Linked DNA regions of Mus musculus: region 1 is linked to region 2. A link is a contact called in public capture Hi-C data. All regions are on one chromosome and are shown on one strand. Each heading gives the region's core, a stretch centred on a gene start, on an enhancer-like site or on the middle of the called end of the contact. The rest is flanking DNA. Distances are from core to core; before and after follow the strand shown.

Region 1 (4,260 bases), core at 1,708-4,207, 560 kb before region 2:
AACAGAGCAGCAGCAGCAGCGGGCCTTTGTGTAAACAAAGGTTTTATTGGAAAGAGAGAATTAAGGTAGCTAGGCAGTGGTGGTACACACCTTTAATCCCAGCACTTGGGAGGCAGAGGCAGGCGGATTTCTGAGTTCGAGGCCAGCCTGGTCTACAAAGTGAGTTCCAGGACAGCCAGGACTACACAGAGAAACCCTGTCTCCAAAAACAAACGAACAAAAACAAAAAACAAAAAACAAAAAAAAAAAAAAAAAAAAAAGAAAAGAAAAGAAAAGTAGCTAATACAGAGATGCGTGTTAATTTTTTCTTTGTACAGCTACAGAATGGAACATGGGAAAGGTGACCCTACCCTGACCACCCATGAGATAAACTGCTCACTCCTCGGGTTCTGGTGCTTTCTTTGTGCAATATCCATCTTCCCAAGGCTTCAAGAACACAGGGTGTTCTTCAAACACACAATGTGATCTCATGGTGGGTCATGTTAATCCTGCTGGTTGAGGAGAGTACTGCCGCTGCTGCATCCTGAGGTATTTCCTGTCCCGTACCTTCAGCACATCGGTGCAGCTGAGTCAAACAAACTCCGCAGAGCTTGTTAATCGCCCATTACCAGCAGCGGCCGGCTTTTCCGGAAGTGTCTGTCCTTGGGCGAGGGAGGGGCTACAGATGAGAGGCTTTTTAGTTTCGGGGGTCTCTTAGGCACAGTGATTAAAACTTAGACCATAACTTTGGCTCTCAAAGTCACTCGTATGTCTGCTTTTCCCATGCTGAGTCACAGGCTCCACCCTGCTCTGAGGTCACCCTGGCTGACACCTATGTGAGCTATCTTCAAAATACTTGGCCCACTTCTGTCACTACAGTTTTACAAACCTCCGGTAGGAATTTCCGGGATTGTGTTACTGGTCTAGATTTTGAAGTAGCTTTCAGAGTATGTTGTTTACATTGTCTCTTAACATCCAACAACTCTGTCAGAAGAAATTTTGAAGGAAAAAAAAATCCAAAGATTCTTGGAAACTTCAAAGTCTGGTGGTGAAAAATAAAAAACTAGAAAGCAAACTAACAGGCTGGTGAGATGGCTCAGCGGGTAAGAGCACTGACTGCTCTTCCAAAGGTCCCGAGTTCAAATCCTAGCAACCACATGGTGGCTCACAACCATCCATAATGAGATCTGATGCCCTCTTCTGGGGTGTCTGAAGACAGCTACAGTGTACTTACATATAACAATAAATAAAATCTTTAAAAAACAAACAACAGCCAGTCCCAGCACTCGGGAGGCAGTGGCAGGTGGATTTCTGAGTTCGAGGCCAGCCTGGTCTACAAAGTGAGTTCCAGGACAGCCAGGGCTATGTAGGTTCTCGAAAAAACCAAAAAAAAAAAAAAAAAAGAAAGAAAAAAAAAGAAAGAAAGCAAACTAACTTTTCAATAGGGCACAGGACAGTGTATGTGTGTGGTGGGTAGCATTTGTGTACCTGTCTGTAAGATTGAAGAGATACAAAGTGACCCCCGGGAAAGTGATCTCTACCGTAGAGACCTCCCACCCACTCATTGCAAACTAAGGGTCTTTCTTTTTGTTAGGTTAGTTTGTTTGTTTTTTGTTGTTGTTGTTTTTGTTGTTGTTTTTGGAACACTTACCAGCGCAACACTGGGTATAGGAAGGGTGTAAGGAGGCCCAGTTACCCTGCCAGGACTAGGGAACACTAAGGAGAACTCTGGTACCTGAGCTCAGGCTGCAGAGAAGTGGATGCTGCCCTGCTCTGGTTATGACACAGCTGACCCGCACACAGACTGGCTGGGAACACTGGAGAGATCTGATTGGAACCAACCACCCTGCTAGGGGAAACCTACTGGGATTGCCTACAGCAAGAACACTGCCCTTCCTCCTGCTGCCTGGAGTCTCCCTCTAGTGCCCAGATTGGCAGTTTTTCAGTTAACAGCTTAATAATTAGCTCACCAAACACTCGTGCAATCACACACTAATATGATCTGTCCTGTTCGCTGGGATACCTCAGTGCTTAGTTTCCTGGTATAAAACACAAACGGAAAACATTTGTTGATGAAGGTGGAGCTTACACTAGCTGTTTTCCAGTCTGCATTCAAAGGCAAGAAGAGTCCAAAATAACCTCGGTTGTCCTGCCAAAATTTAAGCTCATTCCTGGCTCTATTTATATTTCTCCCAGTTGGCTCTTGGCGGGGCTGTAGGAGGCAGCATAGATAGCCTAGGGCTTCGGAGAAAAATGCAGGTCCAGTGTAAAATCCCAGCCCCTCTAAGAGTTGAGATTCTCGGGCAAATTACTCAGTACCAAAGGCTTGCTTCCCTCATCTGCAAAATGCAGGTGATGATGCTGTGGGGCTTAAATAAGGCAGTCCTGCGGGGGCATGTGTTCCTCAAGGGCTCCCGCCCCACACCCCAGAGGGGTGGGCCCGTGAGTAGCTTGCCCGGATTTCCTGATCGCTGACCATGGTCCAAGCGGGAGGGCCATGGATTCGCCCATGGCTTCTAGGCAGGCCAAAGATTGTAGCACCTCAGTAGGCTAGGCATGGCACCAGGCAGACAGCTAGAGCCCAAGCTCGGCAGCCCAGGACGGCCCTAAGAATTGCGAGGGAGTTTCCTAACAACCCTATTTCAAATTTCCTAATAGTGGAGTTTCAAAGCCAGCTACCTCCTGCCCAGCACAAACGAGGGTGTGGTTGTGTTCACATTCACACTGAAACAAAAGAAAACTAGCAGAGCACCCCCACCCCCCACCCCTACCCCCTGGGCCTCGCTCAGCTCCGGACATTTTCCCAGGCACCCGGTGCAGCCGAGCTACGGGCACGCCCTACGGCCGCTGCACTTTCCAGAGCCAGGGTGCAGCCTCCCCCAAGGTCGGATCCCAAGGGGCTCCAAGGACCCGGCCCCCGGGTGAGCTGGCCGGTTTGCCTTGCCGAGCTAAGTCCGACCCGCAGTTGCAGCCAGATACTGGCCCAAGGCCTGTGGCTGGGCTCAAAATCGTCCTCTCCCGGGCTGGAATCCTGGGAATGTCGCTGCGGGGAAGCATCTGGCTGGCCTCCGGGCGGCAGGAGGGGGTCAAACCTTTTTCGGGTGATTTTGCACAAAATTCTCCCTACACCAAGGGCTGCGGTCCTGGGAAGTGGAAGCCCAAGGAATGACAAGAGAGCTGCTCGCTCCTTCTCCAGGTCGCCTTCGTCATGTCTAACTCCCGATACGCTGCCGGCGAAGCAGACAAAATGCCTTTTCCCCGTTCCGAAGACCCCTTCTTTGTGTCTATGGAAGTTCCTTCCTCGGTTGCGAACCATCTATGCCACCCGAGCGGGTCTTTCCAGCTGGATTGTCGCCACCTCGTGGCTACCTTGGTCCTTCGTCCCCCTAAGCCCTTTGCTCTCTTTGGTCTCAAGCCTATTTTTCTTTTCTTTCTACAACCAGCTATGGACTGAAACTTTATAATCCTGTTCTCTGGGCTTAGGATGTGAGCTGGGATACCTCTGTCCCCTTCTTTCTGTTACACCGCTCGCCTTCTTAAAGAGAAACGAAGCAGGTGCTAGTTGGAGGGCAGGAGTCACCGGGTTGGCAAGCCTGTGGGGGCTCGGTGTGAGGCGCCAGTCCTCTCTCTACCAATTTCCCATGAGACAAACTGATGATTAAGAAGACAAACGCACTCTGTCTTGTTCCTACTGGTTAGTGATGCTATTACACTCGATGAGTATTATTAAAGGACCCCTGTCATTAGAGACTCCCTGTTATTATTGTTATTATTATTTAGCATTTATAATGTATTCCTTATTTTCAAAACACACTATTATCTCCCTGGACTTTCCAAACACAACTGAGCGGCAGGCAGGTGACAACTTCATAAAATAGGGAAACTGAGGCACTGTAATTAGTACAGAGTTATTGGATTAATGAGTCAACAGTAGTCATTTCTCCCCAGAAGATTACTGCCTTACTCTGAACTCATGGATTCCAGTAAATGGTGATCCTGGTTTGGGAAGCTAGTTTCTCACACTCACTTTTATGACCCACTTGTAATCACGTTAGAAACCCAGTCAGGGAAGTCTTCGCACTTATGAGTCATTACTTCAAACTCATTACTGGGCACCTGGGCCACCTTAATTGTATTTTATTTTACAAGTCGAATTATTGTGATTATTGTTACTTAGTATAATAAGTATTTATTGTATTCTGCTAAAATGTATATAATGAATCTCTGTTTTTAAAAAGTAGTAACATTAGTAAGATGGATATATTTTGATCTAGAGAACAA
Region 2 (4,230 bases), core at 1,366-3,865:
GCATTTTCTCAATCAAGGTTCCCTCATCTCACATGCTTGTGTCACGCTATCATAAAAATGACCACTAAGATCAGCATGAAGTTTTATGGGAATAACCAACGGCTTTAGGATTGGATTTGAGGCCTAATCCACAGGAGGGAATTCCTACCAGGTACTGTAAACCTGGTCAGAAGACCTCAGCTAGGGAGATCACCAGCCCCAGGCGGGGACAACTATTACTGCTGTTTTCCTAAACGGACACATCAAACTGCCTATTCCCAATTTATGCTTACACCCAGATCAGTGCTGTCCTCAGCGATGGTCAGAGAAGCTTCTCTCTGTAGTGGTCAGTAGGTAACGCATACACATGTCATCTAAATGACGAGAAGTGTTTACTGAGCGTGTGTGTGTGTCTGTGTCTGTCTCTCTTTCCCATGCACGCACACACACGGTGGAGGGTAGGTAACCCGGGTGACATCGTGGGAGAATGGGTGTTAAGTGTGTTAAGCGGCAGAGGATGGGAAGGAGTGCAGGAAATGCTGTATGGACATGACATAGCCAGTGCTCTCCTCATAGCAGGTACAGTTAGCTAAACCATAATGCCGAGCCAGTACACATCCCTGCACGGATGCAGGGGCTCACGGGGATCCTGGCTACATGCGGCACCACTGACAGTTACAGCTCCCAGGGAAGGGGAAGGCATCCCTGAGCATGCAGGCATCCGGCCCCCACATGACAGCTCACAACTGTCTGAAATTCCAGTTCTAGAGGATCTGACACCTTCACACAGACACACATGCAGGCAAAACACCAATGCACATGAAATAGAAGTGAATTAAAAAAGGATGGAAAGGAAAAAAGGAAAACATGACAATGAAGACCAAGGGTGTCTTAGTTACATTTCCATTGCGACGAATAGACGCCATGTCCAAGGCAACTCATAAGGACAACATTTAACCGGGGCTGGCTTACAGCTTCAGAGCTTCAGTCCACTAATATCATGGCAGGAAGCACGGCAGTGTCCAGGCAAACATGGTGCTGGAGAAGGAGCTGAGAGTTCTACATCTTGATCTGAAGGCAGCCAGGAGATGACCAGGACTGACTTCTTCCACACTGGGCAGAGTGTGAGTACCAGGAGCCCTCAAAGCTCACCTACACAGTGACACACTTCCTCCAACACAGCCATACCTCCTAATAGTGCCACTTCCCATGGGCCAAGCATATTCAAACCATCACGGAGGAGAAGTGGAAAGAAATGCATTGGATATGTTCAAAATAATGGTATAAACATATGAAACTGTCCAAAAATCTTTAAAAATTAATATAATTCACTGAAACACAAAGGAAACTGTTTAGTTTTTTTTTTTTTTTTTAAATCAATGCCTTTTTGGAATTTTGGCTTAGGATAGTTTTGATCTACATTTCTAAAATAGGAAAAAGAAAAAAAGAGAGGACTTATGGAAAGCAGCCACAGAAACACTTACTTGGGGGGTGGTGTGAGGGAAGGGCACAGGAAGCATGCCACTGTGTAAATGAGACCCTCCATCACGTGAACTCCTAAGCACAGCTGGAGCACAACCAGGCTTTCAAAGATTAGACATCAACAACTGAGAGTCCCTGGAGAATTTCTGAAAGTAGTTCTAAAAATGTAATCTGGATGTCTAAATCCACTACAAATCTCTGCGACGATGACGGTGATTTGAACTTGCCTTATAACCTGAGATACGGCTAGAGGCCTGCCTAGGTCTGCCCCCAGGAGTGCAGCCTTTAATTAGGACTGTGACTATTTAAGACCGTTCTACACTATAAACTGTGAGTGTCCCCAGTTGCAGTAACTGAGGAGTAACTGCTACTGGCCACAGCAGCCCTCCCCAGCCTGCAGTGCTCACCCTGAAGGCCCCTCCTCCTTCTGGAGGGTGCTGACGTGCGTGTTACGGATTGGATGCAAAGGTTCCGGCAATAGGGAGCCACAGAACACCACCAAGTCACACTGCACAACACACCTCACATAAAGAATGCAATGGGAGGAAAAACCCCACCCAAGAGGGCAAAGCCCCAGCAGAGGGAGGGGGGCATGGCCTGGCCTCACGGGGTCAGCTCCCAGAGTCGTCTAGAAGCCTGGCCGTGAAGGTCTCTAGGGATGGACTTACTGGCTATCCCTTGCCACTCAAGTTAGTATGACCGGCCAAGAGCTAATCCCCTTAACCTTTCTGGCTCTAGAATGGCTACCGGTAGCAGTTGAGCCAACATCCTGAGCCCTGCCATTTGCCATCAAGCGGTTTTCTCCACTCAAGAAATAAGCCAACCAGCAAAGACTGGACAATGGGCACTGCCAGATCTAAAATCAATCCCCAAACTGTCTGCTGAGAAATTTAGCTAAATTGGGTCCACCTCAGAACCTGGCTAACACATCTGGCTCTTTGCTCTGTGGCCTGATCTCAGTATGCTCTAGATAACCAATCTAAATGGCCACCAGAAGGCACTCTGTAAACTTTAATACTCTCCATGACCTTGAAAATGTCTGCATAGGGTGTGAGCTCCCGACTGTTCAAGTTTTTGGGGAGTTGCACTTCTGTGTCCAGTGCTTGACATCCCGTCTCGCTGGCCTTTTACCCGGGGACCTGGACCCTGAGTCATCCACCAGGACTGAGCTGCCTGAGTCACTGGCTTCCCCGCCCTCTCCTCCCCTCCCACTGCTCCCCTTCTAACTTGCCACCTCCCCTTTCTCAACCTTCTCCCCATCCTCTTCCCTCCTCCGTGCCGACTCTGCCCCCTCCCCTTCTATGACCCCGAAACCCACACCCTAGTCTGCCCCGCCTGAATTCTCCTCCCCTGTGGCTGCTTACAGCACTCTGGCAGACTCCGCCCTCCTCTGCCCACTCCAAGAGGTGGCAAGGGCTGAGGGACTTGCTCCAATTCCCGTTCCTTTCTCCCTACACCACCTCACCCAGACTGAAAGGTGGTGAGGCTCCTTCCCTGCCAACCTATCCATCTAGAGTAAAGAGTTCCACTACCTTTGCCAGGCCTCTGACCTCTGACCTGTACATTACACGGGGTTCCACTCTCATTCCCGGGTAGGTTCGGGCGTCTGGCAGGAAGTATGCAGAGTAGACCCAGTGGACAAAACAGTCCCTAGTGGGTGACAAGCCAAGGTCAGCTAAAGAACCCAACTGGGATTACCAGCCGGGTTAAGGTGGCCACCAGAGGAGGGAGCTTATGACCTATTGCCTCCTTCAGGGAATGGAGTTAGACAAGAGTCAACTAAAGTTGACTTTGGTAAGTTCCATGAAATTACGCAGCAAGCTGACGAAAATTCCGCCACGATGCAGTACCTGCCTGGACTCAGCCTCCACAGCAGAGGCCACGGTCCTCGCTACCCATTTTATTTCTGTCATTGCAGAGAGAATATTTTCGGTACTGTATAGACACATCACCTGTCAATTTAAAAAGCCTATGGCTTAGGCAGGAAATGGGAAGCGGGCTATCTGGGAGGCACAGAGAATTCTGGTACAGAGCCAGGCACGGGAAGATTCCCGCGGGGAAGATGGAACAAGACATATGCATAGTACCTGAGCACAGGTAACCAGCCATGTGGCAGAATGTAGGTTAAAATAACTGGGTTATCTACGTTATGATCTAGTCAGAGAAGAGCCAAGGTATTTGTAAATATATTTTGAGTCTGAGTCTTATTTCTGGGAGCATGGGAGGAAGCAGTCGAACCAAACCTAACTTCTACAAGTCCTAACCACAGAGTTGGAAAGAAACTAAAGAAGGAAGAGGATGGTTCTCAAACCCCAGTACAGACGCTGATGAAAATGGCTTCTAAAGCCTTTAAAAGCAAAGCAAAGGAAAAAAAAAAAAGCCGGGCGTGGTGGCGCACGTACGCCTTTAATCCCAGCACTCGGGAGGCAGAGGCAGGTGGATTTCTGAGTTCGAGGACAGCCTGGTCTACAGAGTGAGCTCCAGGACAGCCAGAGCTATATAGAGAAACCCTGTCTCGAAAAACCACAAAACAAAAAACAAAAAAAGTCTATAAAAGCAAGAGAGGAGGTGGCAGTTTCCTGACAGGCTTGGCTACAGCAGAAGGCTACCCCACCTGCGGCAACCCTCAGTAGCCCAGGAAGTCACGCCCAACCCCCTGGCAGCCTGGCCATCAGAAGTCTGTATGCCCCCATGTGGGCTCATCTTCTGTGCCCAGTCACAGAGAGGCCCAGCCCCACTAGCATAGGCTCCCAGACTCGGTGACCCTGC

What was found. Capture Hi-C pulls out chosen DNA fragments and counts their contacts.
Region 1: a contact with region 2 is called in a capture Hi-C map of embryonic stem cells, with 2.1 times the contacts expected there. The contact joins two enhancer-like sites. A contact is called at or near these places in 2 of 484 Hi-C or Micro-C datasets (B cells and pro-B cells), 2 of 115 datasets of contacts at active chromatin or transcription factors (astrocytes and large pre-B cells) and 1 of 9 other capture datasets (embryonic stem cells).

Annotation. Positions count from the first base shown.
Region 1 is chr17:88,254,963-88,259,222 of GRCm38.p6, reverse strand. The region is part of intron 3 of Gm31615 (a long non-coding RNA gene); the gene reads left to right. Among named protein-coding and RNA genes, the nearest start is that of 1700116H05Rik, 50 kb to the left of the region's middle. Within about 2 kb of position 2,957, at least 289 of the 459 cell types and tissues checked have an H3K27ac peak or open chromatin away from gene starts, as enhancers often do. A contact at or near this core is called in embryonic stem cells, where this site is marked.
Region 2 is chr17:87,698,001-87,702,230 of GRCm38.p6, reverse strand. The region is part of intron 8 of Msh2 (mutS homolog 2); the gene reads right to left. Among named protein-coding and RNA genes, the nearest start is that of Msh2, 28 kb to the right of the region's middle. Within about 2 kb of position 2,615, at least 45 of the 459 cell types and tissues checked have an H3K27ac peak or open chromatin away from gene starts, as enhancers often do. A contact at or near this core is called in embryonic stem cells, where this site is marked.